Linked DNA regions of Sus scrofa: region 2 is linked to region 1. The links are chromatin contacts, called in public Hi-C maps. All regions are on one chromosome and are shown on one strand. The core of a region is the stretch at or near the end of the contact, and the rest is flanking DNA. Distances in the headings are between cores, read along the strand shown. Region 1 overlaps LOC102165262 (a long non-coding RNA gene). Region 2 holds the start of C1QA (complement C1q A chain).

Region 1 (6,887 bases), core at 3,576-6,075:
TTGTAACCAGAGAGAAGTAACTCTCAATATCGGCGCTGTCACTGTGGGATTCCGGCAGGTGTCTTCACCGCTCTGAGCCGGTTTCCTTGCCAATGAACTAGGGAGACAGAATCTTCTCCATGGTTGGGGTGAAGATTAAATGATATCTCTTTGTCCAGGGCTTTGCCTGTCTCTGTCACTGCCTAATTACCCCTTAAATGGCAGCTCTTACATATTTTTTCCTTCTCTTTCAGTCACATCCACTCATCATTCTTCCATAAAACAAAAACAAAAACAAAAAAAATCTATTGAACTTCAGCTATGGGCCAGATCCCATGCCAGTTGCTGGGGATACAGAGATAAATAAGACACGAGTCTTGCCTTCTTGGGATTTGCATCTTGCAGGAGAGGGCAATAAAAACAAGCACATCTATTTAGTGAGCAGCTATTCTGCAGCAGACATTATGCTAAGCTCTACACCCATCCTTTTGGTGACGGTCATAGAGATACAGGACTCAAGCCCAGGTCAAGGACCCAACCACAGAAACCTTGGTCTCAACTAGTTTTGGGACTGACCCCCATGGCCGTGGTGTGGAGGCAGAAGGAGGGACCAATGTGTCCCAGTCCTGGAACAAGAGCAGAGGCCAAAGAGAGCAGACAGGATCTCTGGGCAGGAAAGGTGTGATGGGTGGACCTCCTGGCTCACTGAGCTGACACCAGGTGGGAGGACATGAGCCCCTTCCTGGATCCAGGACAAGGACTCCAATAGGAAGACTTTTGGGGGTGGTGGTGAATGTATTTTGAGTTGCTGTTCAATAAGCAAGTTGAAGTGCCACATTCCAGGCACTGCACTGTGCACTTTTTTCCATATCCAGCAGCTTTATACAATCCTGTCATCACCCCCAGTCTGCAGATGAGAAAGCTGAGGCTCAGAGGTGTCAAGTCTCTTCCCAACATCACATAGCTCGTGAGGGCAGGGTCAGGATTTGAGCCCACATGGGCCTGGCTCCAAGCCTTTTGGGAAGGAAAAATCAAGGAGGGATTTCCAAGGCTCCACCATGAAACTGAAGCCTGGTGGTGTCTGCTTGTTAGAGGTGGGCCCTCAGAATCATTCTGGAAGCCTGGAAGGTATTGACCATACCCCTTAACCTATCTCTTCTTGGCCTCAGAGAAACTCTCTGGGGTTTTAGCTCTTCTCTGAGACTCAGCCAGGCTCCCCTGGCCAGAGTGGCCTGCTAACCCACGAGGGGACAGTGTCCAGGCTGCCTACTCTCCTGTCCCCTGAGGCGCCTCTGCAGTGGCTCATGTGGGAAAGACGTGAGATGCAGGTGCTGTGGATTCTTTTGCCACTTTGGGGTTTGGTGAGAAGACATGAATGCAAGAAGGGAGGAGGAGAGGTGTGCCAGGGAGCACCTGTAGCCCCTCAGCAGTAAGCCAGTGAATTAGAGGTGCCAAACAGTAATAAAACTTGTAGGAGTCCCCGCTGTAGTGCAGTTAAGCATCTGACTGCAGCAGCTTGGGTGGCTGCAGAGGGACTGAGATGCGGTGTACGTCACAGCTGCAGCTTGGATTCGATCCTTGGCCTGGGAACATCCATATGCCACTGGTGCAGCCGAGAAAAAAAAAAAGTTGTAGTAGGGGTTGTGTGTTTTGGGGCTGGTTCCAGGTATCATGCAACAGGCCTTTTCTATCTGACACCTTATTTGGTCCTCACTCAACCGTGTGACACGTGCTATTATTTTTCTCACTTCATGGAGAAGGAGACAGGGGCACAGAGAAGTTAAATAATCTGCTCAAGGTCACACAGTCATCAAGAGTTTGAGCGCCCAACGTGGATGGACTTCAAGATTATCAAACTAGTGAAGTAAGTCAGACAGAGAAGGACAAATATCATATGATATCACTTATATGTGGAATCTAAAATGTGATACAGGGAGTTCCTGTTGTGGCTCAGTGGTTAACGAATCTGACTAGGAACCATGAGGTTGCGGGTTCGATTCCTGGCCTTGCTCAGTGGGTTAAGATCCGGCGTGGCCATGAGCTGTGGTGTAGGTTGCAGATGCGGCTCAGATCCTGCGTTGCTATGGCTGTGGCGTAGGCCATTAGCTACAGCTCCATTCATCCCCTAGCCTGGGAATCTCCATATGCTGTGGGAGCGCCCCAAGAAATGGCAAAAAGAAAAAAATAAAAATAAATAAATAAATAAATAAATAAATAAAATGTGATACAAATGAACTAACTTCCCAAATGGAAACAGATCCACAGACATAGAAAACAAACCTATGTTTACGAAAGGGGAAGGGGTGGTGGTGGAGGGATAAATGAGGAGTTTGGGACCAGCAGATACAGACTGCTATGTAAAAAAAAGTTCCTACCGTATGGCACAGGAACTATACTGAATATCTTTGAATAACCTATAATGGAAAAGAATATGACAAAAGAATATATAGGTATAACGGAATCACTTTGCCCCACTCCAGAAACTAACATTACACTGTAAATCAACAATACTTCGATTTAAAAAATACTGAAAAAAGAGTCTGAGTGGAGCTCCTGCTGTGACACAGTGGTATCGGTGGCATCTTGGGAGCACTGGGACGCAGGTTTGGATCCCCCGACTTGCACAGTGGGTTAAGGATCCGGCATTGCCGCAGTTGTGGCTTAGGTCACAACTGCGGCTTCGATCTGAGTCTGAGTATCCATCCCTCGCACTCTGCCTCTTCAACCTATCCCACTCTGGCTGGTGTGTCTGGCAGCCAAGGAGGCAGAGGGAGATAGGAAAGAGGGTGTGGAGGCAGGTGCATGGTTGGTGAATCCAGTCTCCCTGAACTTCCTTCAGGGGCTGAAGGAGACAGGCGATCGGCCCTCTGGTCTCCACTCTGCCCCACTTGCATGTGACCTTGAATGTGACGGTTCAATAATTTCCTCTGTGCAAAGAAAGAGTTCGTTTGAGTGGTGTCGCTTGTCTTCTCAGATTAAAAGTGTACAATTCTTAGAGCTTTGGGACAGAGGGACTATTGGGGTGCCAAGGAGCCAGCGACCGTGGCTCTCAGCGGGACAGGTGAGGGCAGGAGCAGACTGTACACCTGATCTGGGCTGCAGCCCTTGTGAAATGCAGCTTCCCTCACTGCTTCACGGGGCCACTGGAGGGCGCTGTGTCCTCACAGTTCTCCATGACCTGCCCCCCAATAGGGGCAGGACTGTCTGCTTGAGGCCAGAGAGAGCTTGGAAAGCCTGGGGCTAGTATCTGGGAGGCCTGTGAACACTGCTGGGCCCTCTCAGGTCACAGGGGGCCACAGGACCTGACCCTGTGGGAGGATATGCAAGAGCACTGACCAGGAGGCAAGGCCCTGGGTGTCAGCTGGCCGCTGACTTGCTGGAGCTCCGGACACATTGCTTCTCCTCTTTGAGCCTCAGCGTCAGCAGCTGTAAGATGGGGACGGTGATGTCTGGCTTGTGGGCCTGTTTTAAGTAAGGCTGTAATGACAGAGCACATGTAAGCGCTTCCTAAAACACGGACGTTCTCCGCACCAGAGTGAGTATCTATTGTTCCCACCCTCAAAAAGTCATTCAACAACCCTTCTCGAGGGAGGAGAATAATGTCGGATGAGAGCCTGTGTGAACTTAGGACTGGCTCGGGCACCTCTGCTGGGCTGCCTCCCTTAAATTCTCACAACAGCCCCACGAGGTGCAAGTTATCATCTGCTCCGTTTCACAGTTGGCAAAGCCAGGCCCAGAGGGGTGTGGTGGACTGCATGGGGTCACCCAGCTCCTGGGTGGCCTTAGGGGCACCCAAATCTGGGTCTGTCTGGCTCCACAGACTGGCTTCAACCATTGCTGGGTCCCACACTGCCCTGGGCCAAGCAGTCCGGGGATCTCTTACATCTTTGCAGAGTGTCTCAGGCTGAGGTTTCAGGTGATGGCTCCTTATTTAGTCCTTTGGAGATGCAGGCCCTGCTCCTAATGGCTTTTTTCCATGCAGCATCATGTCCTCGATATGTAAGCACCTTTTAGTGGGGCCAGGGACTCCGTGAACTGATTTTGCAATTTTCTCTTCCCTTGGATTTGCATGTGACTCTTCCCTCCCCGGGGATGCAGAGCCAGCCCTGGGGGGCAGGTGCCTTCACCTGCAACATGACCAAGCTCTCAGCATGAGTAAAGCAGTGATGGATGGAAGAAGCTGTACTTAGGGGTCTATCCCCAGGCTCCCTGAAATGTTTGGGGTGCAGGTATTTGCTGTCATGGAGGGACATGCCTCCAGGAGATGGTCTAATAGCAGGGCTTGTAGTCTTTCTCAGTTTTGATTTTCTATCTTGATGAAAGAAAGATTGTGCTGTTTGCATTGTTGTAGATAAATAGAGCGTGGCTTCATGTTCACCATTTGGTTCTCTTTGTTCCTATCCTTCCATCGGCCTGAGAAGGGTGGAGGGAATTACCAGGTGAACTCTGGAATCTTCCACCCTGGGGGGTTCTTAGGGTCCCAGAGTCACAGAATTGTGGTGCTGGGAGGGGCCTGACAGACCAGGAAAGCCAGACTTCTCAGGGCAGAGATGAGGCACCGAGACCCAGGGAGAGAACTAGACTTGCCAAGGAAGCCCAAGGTCAGTGAGAGGTCGGGACCAGAATCCACCTGTTCCCCTGGTCTCACGCCATCACATTTCCCAACATCAGTTTTTGCCTGGAGTGTGGTTAGTTTAGAAAATCCAGACAAGGAAAGAAGGGATGGGACCGTGCAGGGGGACGGGGAGGCGCTGACCTTGCTTTTTGAAACGGGCTCTCGTGGGGAGTTGATCATCTTCATCTGACGTCAGGCAAATAATGGCCATGCAAAGCAAATATTATGACAGTAAGTGTGTAAACACAGAGCTGGCAACAGTTTCAGTGTCAGAAACGGGCCAGGACTCCAGGCTGTACCAGACCAACCCCCTGACGCTGCCTCTTGCCAAATGCTGGGGAAGTGAGATCTGTCAGCACAGATAGGGGATGGGTCCCCCCAAGAAGCTGTAGTGGGGCTGAGGGGGCAGCTAGGAAGGTTCTGGGAGAACTAGAAGCCACTTGCCCGGGAACTAGAGGAGAACGTCCAGAGGCACTGGAAGGAAATAAAACTGTCAATTACTGAGAATCCGGACCCAACGGAGCACTTTATAAAGATTCACATTTAATCTTTTCAGTAGCCTTAAGGGACAGGCATTGTTGTCCCCACTTTGTAAATGAGGCTTCTGAGACTTAGGTTAAGTAACTTGCGTACAGTCACACAGATAAGAGGTGGAGGAGTAGGGATTTGGTCCTAGCTCTGTCTACCCCAGGATGTTTCAACATCCGGACTAGGAACCTCCCTTTATCAGAATCACCAGGAACACTTGTCGAAAAGGAGATAACCAGAATGTAAATTGGGAGTTTCCTTAGAAAACTAGATGTAGAACTACCAAACTAGATGTAGATCCAGCAATCTCCAGGCATCTATCTGGACAAAATATAATTCAGAAAAATGCATGCACTCCTTTGGTCGTAGACGCAATGTTCACAGAAGCCAAAATATGGAAGCAACCTAAATGTCCATTGACAGATGAATGGATTAAGAAAATATGATACATTTATACAATGGAATACTACTCAGCCTTAAAAAAGAATGAAATAATGCCATTTGCAGCAACATGGATGCAACTAGAGAGTCTCATACTGGGTGAAGTAAGTCAGAAAGAGAAAGGCAAATACACTGTGATATCACTTATAGATGGGATCTAAAATATGGCATAAATGAATCTACCTGCAAAACAGAAACAGACTTACAGACATAGAGAACAGACTTGTGGTTGCCGAGGGGGAGAGGAGGGAGTGGGATGGACTGGGAGTTTGGGGTGCAAACTGATGCAAATCATTGCATTTAGAATGGACAAAAAATGAGGTCCTACTTGTGTAGCACAGGGAACTATATGCAGTCTTGGGATAGACCATGATGGAAGAAAATATAAAAAAGGGAATGTATATATATGTATGTATGACTAGGTCATTTTGCTGTACAGCAGAAATTGGCACAACACTGTAAATCAACTATACTTTAATTAAAAAAAATAAAAATGGGAAAAAAAGGAGATACTCTCTGAGTTCTTATTGTGGCTCAGAGGTAGCAAATCTGACTAGTATCCATGAAGATGCAGGTTCGATCCCTGGCCTTGCTCAGTGGGTTAAGGATCTGGCATTGCTGTGAGCTGTGGTGTAGGTCACAGACGCGGCTCTGATCTGTTGTTCCTGTGGCTGTGCCGAAGGTCAGCAGCTGCAGCTCTGATTTGAACCCTAGCCCGGGAACTTCCATATGCCATGGGTACAGCCCTAAAAATTAAAAAAAAAAAAAAAAAAAGAGAGAGAGAGAGAGATACTCTGGCCTCACCCCAGACCCACTAAATTGAAAACTTGGGGTGGGCCTGGGAGTGGTACTTTTAACAAGTTCCCAAGGAAGCGTGGTCAGTCTAGGCTGCTAAGACCTGGGAATAATTGGTCAATAGCAGGGGCTGGCCATCTTTTCTGTAAATGGATAGATGATAAATTTTTCACTTTACAAGTCTTACAAGTAATCCTTACAACTACTTAACTCCTCTACAGTGGTGCTAAAGAAGCCACAGACAATACACATGTTGGATGTGTGTGGCTGTGTTCCAATAAAACTTTATTTACAAAAGCAGTTGGTGGGCCAGATTTGGCCCTTAGTACTTCGCTGCCCCTTGCTTAGTCTACAGCATGCAAGATACCCTCACGGCCTATCTCGTCTCTCCAACAGCCCTCTGAAGAGGGTATGATTAGCTCCATTCTGCAGATGGGAAGACTAAGGCCCAGGAGGGTAGACATCCATGGTCATACAGGGAGCGTGTGGCAGGGCTGAGGTCAGAACCAGACCTCCAGATTCCCAGTCC
Region 2 (7,393 bases), core at 1,467-3,966, 200 kb before region 1:
GCTTCTGAACCCTGGTAAATGCGGCCCTTATTGGGGTCTCTTTGGATCCAGACCTTGTCTCCCCGCTGGAGCTGGAGCACCGTGCCCCCAGACACCACCTGGAAGAGTCCCTTGCTGTTGAAGTCACAGAAGCCCAAGGACTGCTGGACCTGGTCTCTCCTAGAGGACATGATGTACAGGCAGAGGTCCCACTTGGACACCACCTGGAAGGTGAAGTAGTAGTAGCCTGGCACATCGCAGATGAACTGGCCCAGCTGGCTCTTGTACGCGCCCTCCTGGTTGGTGATGACCTCATCGAAGATGACCACGTTGCCGCTCGTCGGAGGATTCTGTCGCACGGCCGAGAAGGCCGGCCGGCGCTGGTCCTTGATGTTTCCCGGGTTGCCCTTGATGCCCTTCAACCCTGGGAGGCCCGGGAGCCCTGGAGGGCCGCTGGGCCCCGGGTAGCCCATTCTGCCAGGTTTTCCAGGGGACCCAGACTCCCCCTGGTCTCCTTTAAGGCCGCGGATGCCAGTCTGAAAGGCAGGGGCTCCTGCGGAGAGAAAGGCCAGATTGGGAGTGAGCGTCTAGTCTCCTCCCATCCTCTAGGAGGTGGCTGGGACCCCGAATGGCTGTGAGATAGAGGATAGAGGTGAGTCTGTGCCTTCAAGACATGGATCCTGACGCTGTGTGACCTTGGGCCCGTGTCTCAATATCTCTGAGCCTCAGCGGCTTTATCTGTAAAATGGAGAGGAATGTGAACAAGGCCTTGGGAAAGTGTCAGGTTGTGGGAAAAGCAGGACATTGGCTTCTCCACTGTACGCCTGTCCACAGCCATGTTCTCCACGCCCTACCAGGGCTCTGCCCTTGACTTCTTCAGGTTCGGGGACTACATGTAGGATGCCTGGGTGCAGACTGTTGTAAAGGTCTCTGCAGGTCTTTCTGGGCTGCTATGCACTGGGAGATGTGTGGGGATTGCTGGAGACTTTCCTTTTGTCCCAGCCCTTTTTCTAGAGTGTGAGTTTTTGATGCCTGAAGGAGCTGGGAAAGGGGAAGCAGGAACAGTGTGTGTGTGTGTGTGTGTGTGTGTGTGCGCGCGCGCGCGCGTGCGCGCGTGTTGGGGGCAGGGGGTGGGAGCTGGAAGCAGAAAGGAGAGCTGCCGTTAACTGATCCCTCTCTATGTGCCAGGTGAGATTATTTGTCCATTTTACAGATGAGGAAACTGAGTCTCAGGGTGGTAACTCACTCAAGGTTGCACTGCAAGGCAAGAACTCTTGAGTCTGAAGCCTGGGGCGTTCATCTTTCTGGTAACTGAGCAAAGGCCAAGGATGGGGCCGAGCTCTGGGACCCTTCCTGTTCATTGCTTGCAGGGACCCACTCTCCAGAGGAGAACGGTGAGGCTGAAGGAGGAGGACGACCCAGGGAGTAAAGGGGACACAGAGGGGCCTGGGAGCCTGTGGACATGGCCCTGGGAGAGGACTAGAACCCCCTCAGCCCCTGGGGCCAAGAGCAGAGACTGGAGGGGCTACCTGTGGGGGCCCAGGTGGACTCCTGTCACTCAGGGCCTCCCTGAGCCTCCACTCTGGAGGACAGGCCAGGCCAGGCACAGGGATGAAGAGCTGGGGTCCAGGGGGACCGCTTACCCGGCTCTCCTCGTTCTCCCTTGGGGCCTGGCCGCCCGGGTCGGCCGGGTTTTCCTGCGGCCCCGTCCCTCCCGTCCAGATCTCGGCACGTGTCCTGGGCCGCCGAAGAGGCCAGGGATACGGCCAGCACACTGATCATGATCACCAGCCAGCCCCGGGGGGCTTCCATGATGCCGCTGTGGAGACATGGGCAGGGCCTGGGCAAGCTGGACATCGCACACTCATGCACGCCCACCTCACACCCTTGAATGTCCCCCGCCACAATGATACGGCACACACACCCCCCTCGAGGGCCTCCGATGTCCTCCCGCCTTGCAGCCCAGGACCGCAGACTCACACAGATACACACAAGCAACTGAGCGTACCCGTCTAGTTACACACTCAGACGCATGAACACAGCTTCTCACCTACACACCTACACAGCCCAGTAAGCACACACAGAAAGCCACGACACAGCCTGGACACAAACTGACTCACTCCATCCGTCACTCACCTGGACACACACAGCCATGTACTCCTACAGATGAGCTATGCCACTGGACAAATATTTATTGAGCACCTGCTCCCTGTTTAATTAACACCCTCTCACCCAGATGGCAGAGCTGGGCATGCACCCGGAATTCACAAACACCTGACACACACACACACACACACACACACACACACAGCTGCTCCCTCCTTTACACACTTGGCCCCTTTCAGCACCCACTGGAGGAGAGGTGGCTGACTGTCACATACTGTCCCCCCCGTGGGACCCCTCTGCTGGACTCGGACGCACCCCCTTTTCCCAGCTTCTTGTCTTTTGGGAGACCAGGACCCAGGAACTCCGGCCAGAGCTGATGGGTCTGGCACCACGTCCCAGACTCCCCCAAGCCCCTGGAGTTAAGATCCCCCCACTTGCTTGTCCTGGGTTCTGGATCAGCGCCCCCACCCCCACCCCGAGCAACCCTGTCCTGGCAAAGACCCAGTGAGCAGCGCTCTCCCTCCCTCCTTCCCTGGTCCAGCCTCCTGTGCCAGCTCCCCTGCTTCCCTGAACTCCCCAGCCCCCTCCCTCTCAGGCACGGGCCTCACCTGCCTCTCGTCGTCAGTGCACTGGACACTCCTGCCCTTCACGCAGGGACCTGTGTGGGACACCCAGTAGGGGCGGTGCTGGCCTCTGGCCGAGTTTCGCATCCCTTCCCATTTCCCCTTCTCCCTCCCTGGAACTGCCCCAGGGGCCAGAGGCATGCAAAGGTCATTTTGAGCAGACCTCAGCAAGACTGGGCCATGGGACATCCGACCCCGCCACAGCTGGTGTGGGGGCAGGGACAGCAAGATCAAAATCCAGGTCCACAGGGAGGGGGTGGTGGAGGGGGTACTGGGTGGGGCTGTGAGACCCAGAGAGGCATAGAAATCGAGGCAGAAGTATTGTTTTTTGTTTGTTTTGTTTTTGTTTTTTAAAGTATAGTTGATTTACAATGTTGTGCTAATTTCTGCTCCAGAGGAACCTTTAGTAGCTGGTGAGCCTTTTTTCATGGTTGTGAAAGCAGCATGTATTCATTGCCAAAAGCTTGGAAATACAGAAGAGCACAAAGAAAGAAGAACAGCACAGTAACGAGAAGTTCCATAGTCAGCTTTCTAGAACTGCCACTTCCTAACTGCATGCCCTTGGAAAGATAGTTGACCTCCTGGGGCCTCAGTTTTTTATTTATAAATTGGGGACAGCAGATTCTACCTCTTTGGATTATTATAAAGTCTTGATAATATAATACACATACAAAACATGGGACACAGCTATAAGAGAAAAAAATAAAAATCTAACGAAAACAAAACAAAACATGGGACACACGGTGAACACTTAATAATTAGCTTTTATCAACATTTTTAAATCAGTGACAAGGAATTCCCACTATGGCTCAGTGGGTTATGAACCTGACTAGTATCCATGAGGCCGTGGGTTCTATCCCTGGCCTCGATCAGCGGGTTAAGGATCCGGCATTGCCATATGTTGTGGTGTAGGTCGAAGATGAGGCTGGGATCTGGTGTTGCTGTGGCTGTGGTGTAGGCTGGCAGCTACAGCTCTGATTCAGTCCCTAGCCTGGGAATTTCCATATGCAGCAAGAGTGGCCCTAAAAAGAAAAAAAAAATCAGTGACAAAAGTCCATCTAGAGAATTGCTGTTAACATTTGGATGGATCATCTAGCCTTGCTCACTCTCACTGATGGGGTGCTCACTACCTGTCAACACAGCTCAAGCAGTCATTGCCAGCTTGGACCCTGAAAATGCTTTTCTTTAATTTCTTTTTAATTTTAATTTTTTTCTTTTTTGGCTGTCTTGCAGCATATGGAGTTCCTGGGATGAGATCCACTGTGCTGACCCACACCACAGCTGTGGCAATGCTGGATCCTTAACCCACTGTGCCGGGCTGAGGATAGAACTTTCGTCCCAGCAGTCCAGAGATGTTGCTGATCCCATTGCGCCACATCAGGTACTCAGAGAATGCTTTTCTTTAGATTGAGTGATTCTGTCGCCCCCAGGCTAGAGACCAAGGTGTTCAGGTCTGGATGGACCATGTCTTTCTGCTTCTTCTCATGACCACGGGTTTTTTTTTTTTTTTTTTTTTTTTTTTTTGTCTTTCGTATTTTTCTAGGGTTCCCAGGGGTTGAATCGGAGTTGTAGCCGCCGGCCTATGCCACAGCCACAGCAACATGGGATCCAAGCCACATCTGCAACCTACAGCACAGCTCACGGCAACGCCCGATCCTTAACCCACTGAGCCAGACCGGGGATCGAACCTGCAACCTCATGGTTCCTAGTAGGATTCATTTCTGCTGTGCCACGATGGGAACTCCCACCATGGTTTTTTAAAATTTTTTCCTGAGAATTTTGCCAGAGGGAGGAGGAGAAGAAGAGGAGAAGAGGGAGGGCTGTTGTACCTGGGCAGGTCATGAGAGTCTAGGGCCAGAGTTTTCAAGGCTTTGGGACTCCTTTTTCATTTGCCGTCTTGTATGACATCACACATATATACAAAAACTCCAGACAATGATACTTAAGGGTGGTCCCCAGGATTCAGGGGCTTGGGGGGGCTGAAATCTCCCTATGACCTTGGGCAAGCCACATCACTTTGCTGGGCCTCAGTTTCTTTATCTGTTAAATGGGGATGATACAGCCTGCTCAGTGGGCTGCTGAGGGATTATAGGAATATATGAGGAAGTTTATACTGTCAAACACAACAGCAAAATAAGTCATCATTATGAATAATATCTGTGTGACCTTGGGCAAGTTACCTAACCCCTCTGAGCCTCAGTTTCTCCTTCTGTCAAGATGAAGGCATGGTGGGAAGCAGGAAGGCTGGTCTGTAACATCCCTTCCAGCAACATCTTTGATTGCATTGTGTTAGTCTTGCTTCCCCGCAAGAGGAGTTAGAAATATTATGTCAGAGCCAGAATGGTCAGCCTGGTTGCTCCTGTTTTACATATGAAATAACTTAAGACCAGAGATAGAAAGACTTGCCCAAGGTCACACAGAGAGTGGCAGAGTTAGCACGAGGAAAAACCAAATACTGTGAAAATCTTCTCAAAGTATAGCTTTCAAAACATGAAATACACAATTCTATGTAGAAATACATAGTGAGCACATGTTAATTTTATGTAGCTTACAAATGAAGGAACAAAACTAGTTAGATGAAGGGTATGAGGACAAAAACCTTATATCTAACTATAGGTGGAAAGATTCAGGAAAAACAAAAACAATAACCCAACCCCCCCCCCAAGAATTCTGGACTATTCCTAAGTATGCTAAGTTAGATGCAAAACTGATTAAGGTTCTATGCAGCAATAAAATCATAATGCTGGGGTTATCTTTTCTATTGAGAAGTGACCATTTGCATTTCAACCAGACAAAAACAATTGGCAACTTATCAGTTTTCTACCAGCTAACAGCTATCTTTACAGAGCCTGGGCCCTAATCAATAGTAAATAATAAGTCAAGCAAAGTGACATTCCCCTGGAGTGTCAGATGACCCTTAGGAGGGCTTGTTAGCCACCACTCTAATTTGCCTTTGAAAGAACACCAGTTATCTATTTGCCTTGTTTCCAAGTGTTAGATGATTTCACTTATCAGGCTGTTGCAAGAGTATAAACACTTCTCAAGAAATAAAAAGGCATTGACAGCGATGAGCATGTCATTAGTGTGAAAAGTAATGGGTCGGCAATAACCCCGTGAAGATCACAGGGACACCTTCAGTCAGAGGGGATGACATTTTCTTCCTTTTCTCGGGGAGCTCAGGGTCCTGGAGGGGAGGCAGAGATGTAGGGATGAGAGGAAACCCTTGTCCTCCTTGCAAGGTCTCCATCCATGAGTCCATTCTCAGCATATAGTCAGGGGTCTAAGGAATAACCAAAAAAAAAAAAAAAAAATTCTAAATTACTCATATTCTTTATGGTGGAGTCACATCTCATTCAAGGGTGGGTTTCCAAAGTCAGCCTATCAGGCAATAATTGTAAGTGGTTACTATTACTCCTGGAAGAAGTTCTTAGGAAAGCCCCAAGTTGGAGACCATATTACCATTTCGGGAGAGTTATATGTTGTCACTTTTAGCTTTGACGTTGGAACAGGTCTCTGGTTCTTCATAGAAAGTGTAGAAGTGGCCTGCTTTGGCTATTTTTTAAGTCTTATTTCTATGGGACCTCCATGCACGTGAATGAACTTTTGTTTCTTTTTCTCCCATCCTGTATCAGTCTTATCATTTGTGCATCCACAAGAACTCAGGACTGGTAAGAGGGGGAAATCCCTGCTCCCTGGCACCTGCCATGTGCGAGGTAGAGAGGCGTAAAGAGGTTTGTGAAAAGCCCCAGCTCCGCTCCTACTCCACGTGGGATCTTGAGAGGTTTCTTGCAGAATCTGACTGGGAGGTCCTGATTCCTTTGATCTCTCTTTGTCTCAGGAAATGTACGGTGGGGGATCTACATGGATTTGCACGGGGGAGAAGGCGTGAGAAGAGAAGAGCATGGGGTTGTGGGTGGTAGGGTGCGTTCCTGAAACTGTGGGCACCTTTGATGTCTCTGCATTTCCATCAGTTCTGCTGTTGGTGATGCCGTTATACTCTGTCTCCTTTGTCGTTTGGAATCTAACTGAAGGTCAGGCTGTCATTGTCTAACGTAGGGGAGTGAATGTCATTGCACTATATGACTTGGGCCCAGTCCACCAGAACCTCAGGCCCCGTATTTGAGTTCCATCAGAAGCCTCACACCCTTCAATGTCTGAACTGATTTCTCTTAAACCAGAGGGTAAACAGAGGGGAGCAGTTGAGTATTAGTTGGCTAATGGATACCCCCTTTTTTGGAAAAGGAATTGAATCTTTCAAGTTGGAGTTGTACTCAGTAGTGAGGCATCCCTCATAGGATCTGGGGCAGATGTGAGGACAAGCAGGTCCGTGACCCAGAATAGGATCCTTGAGGGTCTAGAGGGATGGGCATCATCCCCTCTCTTTTGTGTGTGTGTGTCTTTTTAGGGCTGCACTCGCAGCATATGGAGATTCCCAGGCTAGGGGTCCAGTCAAGAGCTGAAGCCGCCAAGCTATACCACAACCACAGCAATGTGGGATCCAAGCCTTGTCTGCGAACTACACCACAGCTCACGGCAAAGCCAGATACTTAACCCACTGAGCGAGGCCACGGATCGAACCCACGTCCTCATGGATGCTAGTCAGGTTAACTGCTGAGCCATGATGGGAACTCCAGTATCCCCTATCTTATTTTAAGGTATCTTTAGCTCTTCCTCTCTCTGAATCA

What was found. A called contact is a pair of places that touch in the nucleus more often than the background predicts.
Region 2: a contact with region 1 is called in a Hi-C map of liver, with 3 times the contacts expected there. The contact joins the promoter of C1QA here to the enhancer-like site in region 1. A contact is called at or near these places in 5 of 5 promoter capture datasets (fetal liver, fetal skeletal muscle, liver and 1 more), 26 of 47 Hi-C or Micro-C datasets (adipose tissue, alveolar macrophages, brain and 14 more) and 2 of 2 datasets of contacts at active chromatin or transcription factors (alveolar macrophages and skeletal muscle).

What each region holds. Positions count from the first base shown.
Region 1 is chr6:80,383,804-80,390,690 of Sscrofa11.1, reverse strand. All of the region lies in intron 2 of LOC102165262 (a long non-coding RNA gene), which reads left to right. Among named protein-coding and RNA genes, the nearest start is that of ZBTB40, 33 kb to the left of the region's middle. Within about 2 kb of position 4,825, at least 4 of the 83 cell types and tissues checked have an H3K27ac peak or open chromatin away from gene starts, as enhancers often do. A contact at or near this core is called in fetal liver, liver and omental adipose tissue, where this site is marked.
Region 2 is chr6:80,581,582-80,588,974 of Sscrofa11.1, reverse strand. It overlaps C1QA (complement C1q A chain), which reads right to left and starts at 2,716. Exons shown (of 3, transcript NM_001003924.1): 1 at 2,694-2,716; 2 at 1,623-1,798; 3 at 1-532. The coding sequence starts at 1,791. It overlaps LOC110261111 (a long non-coding RNA gene), which reads right to left. Exons shown (of 3, transcript XR_002344936.1): 3 at 4,235-5,988.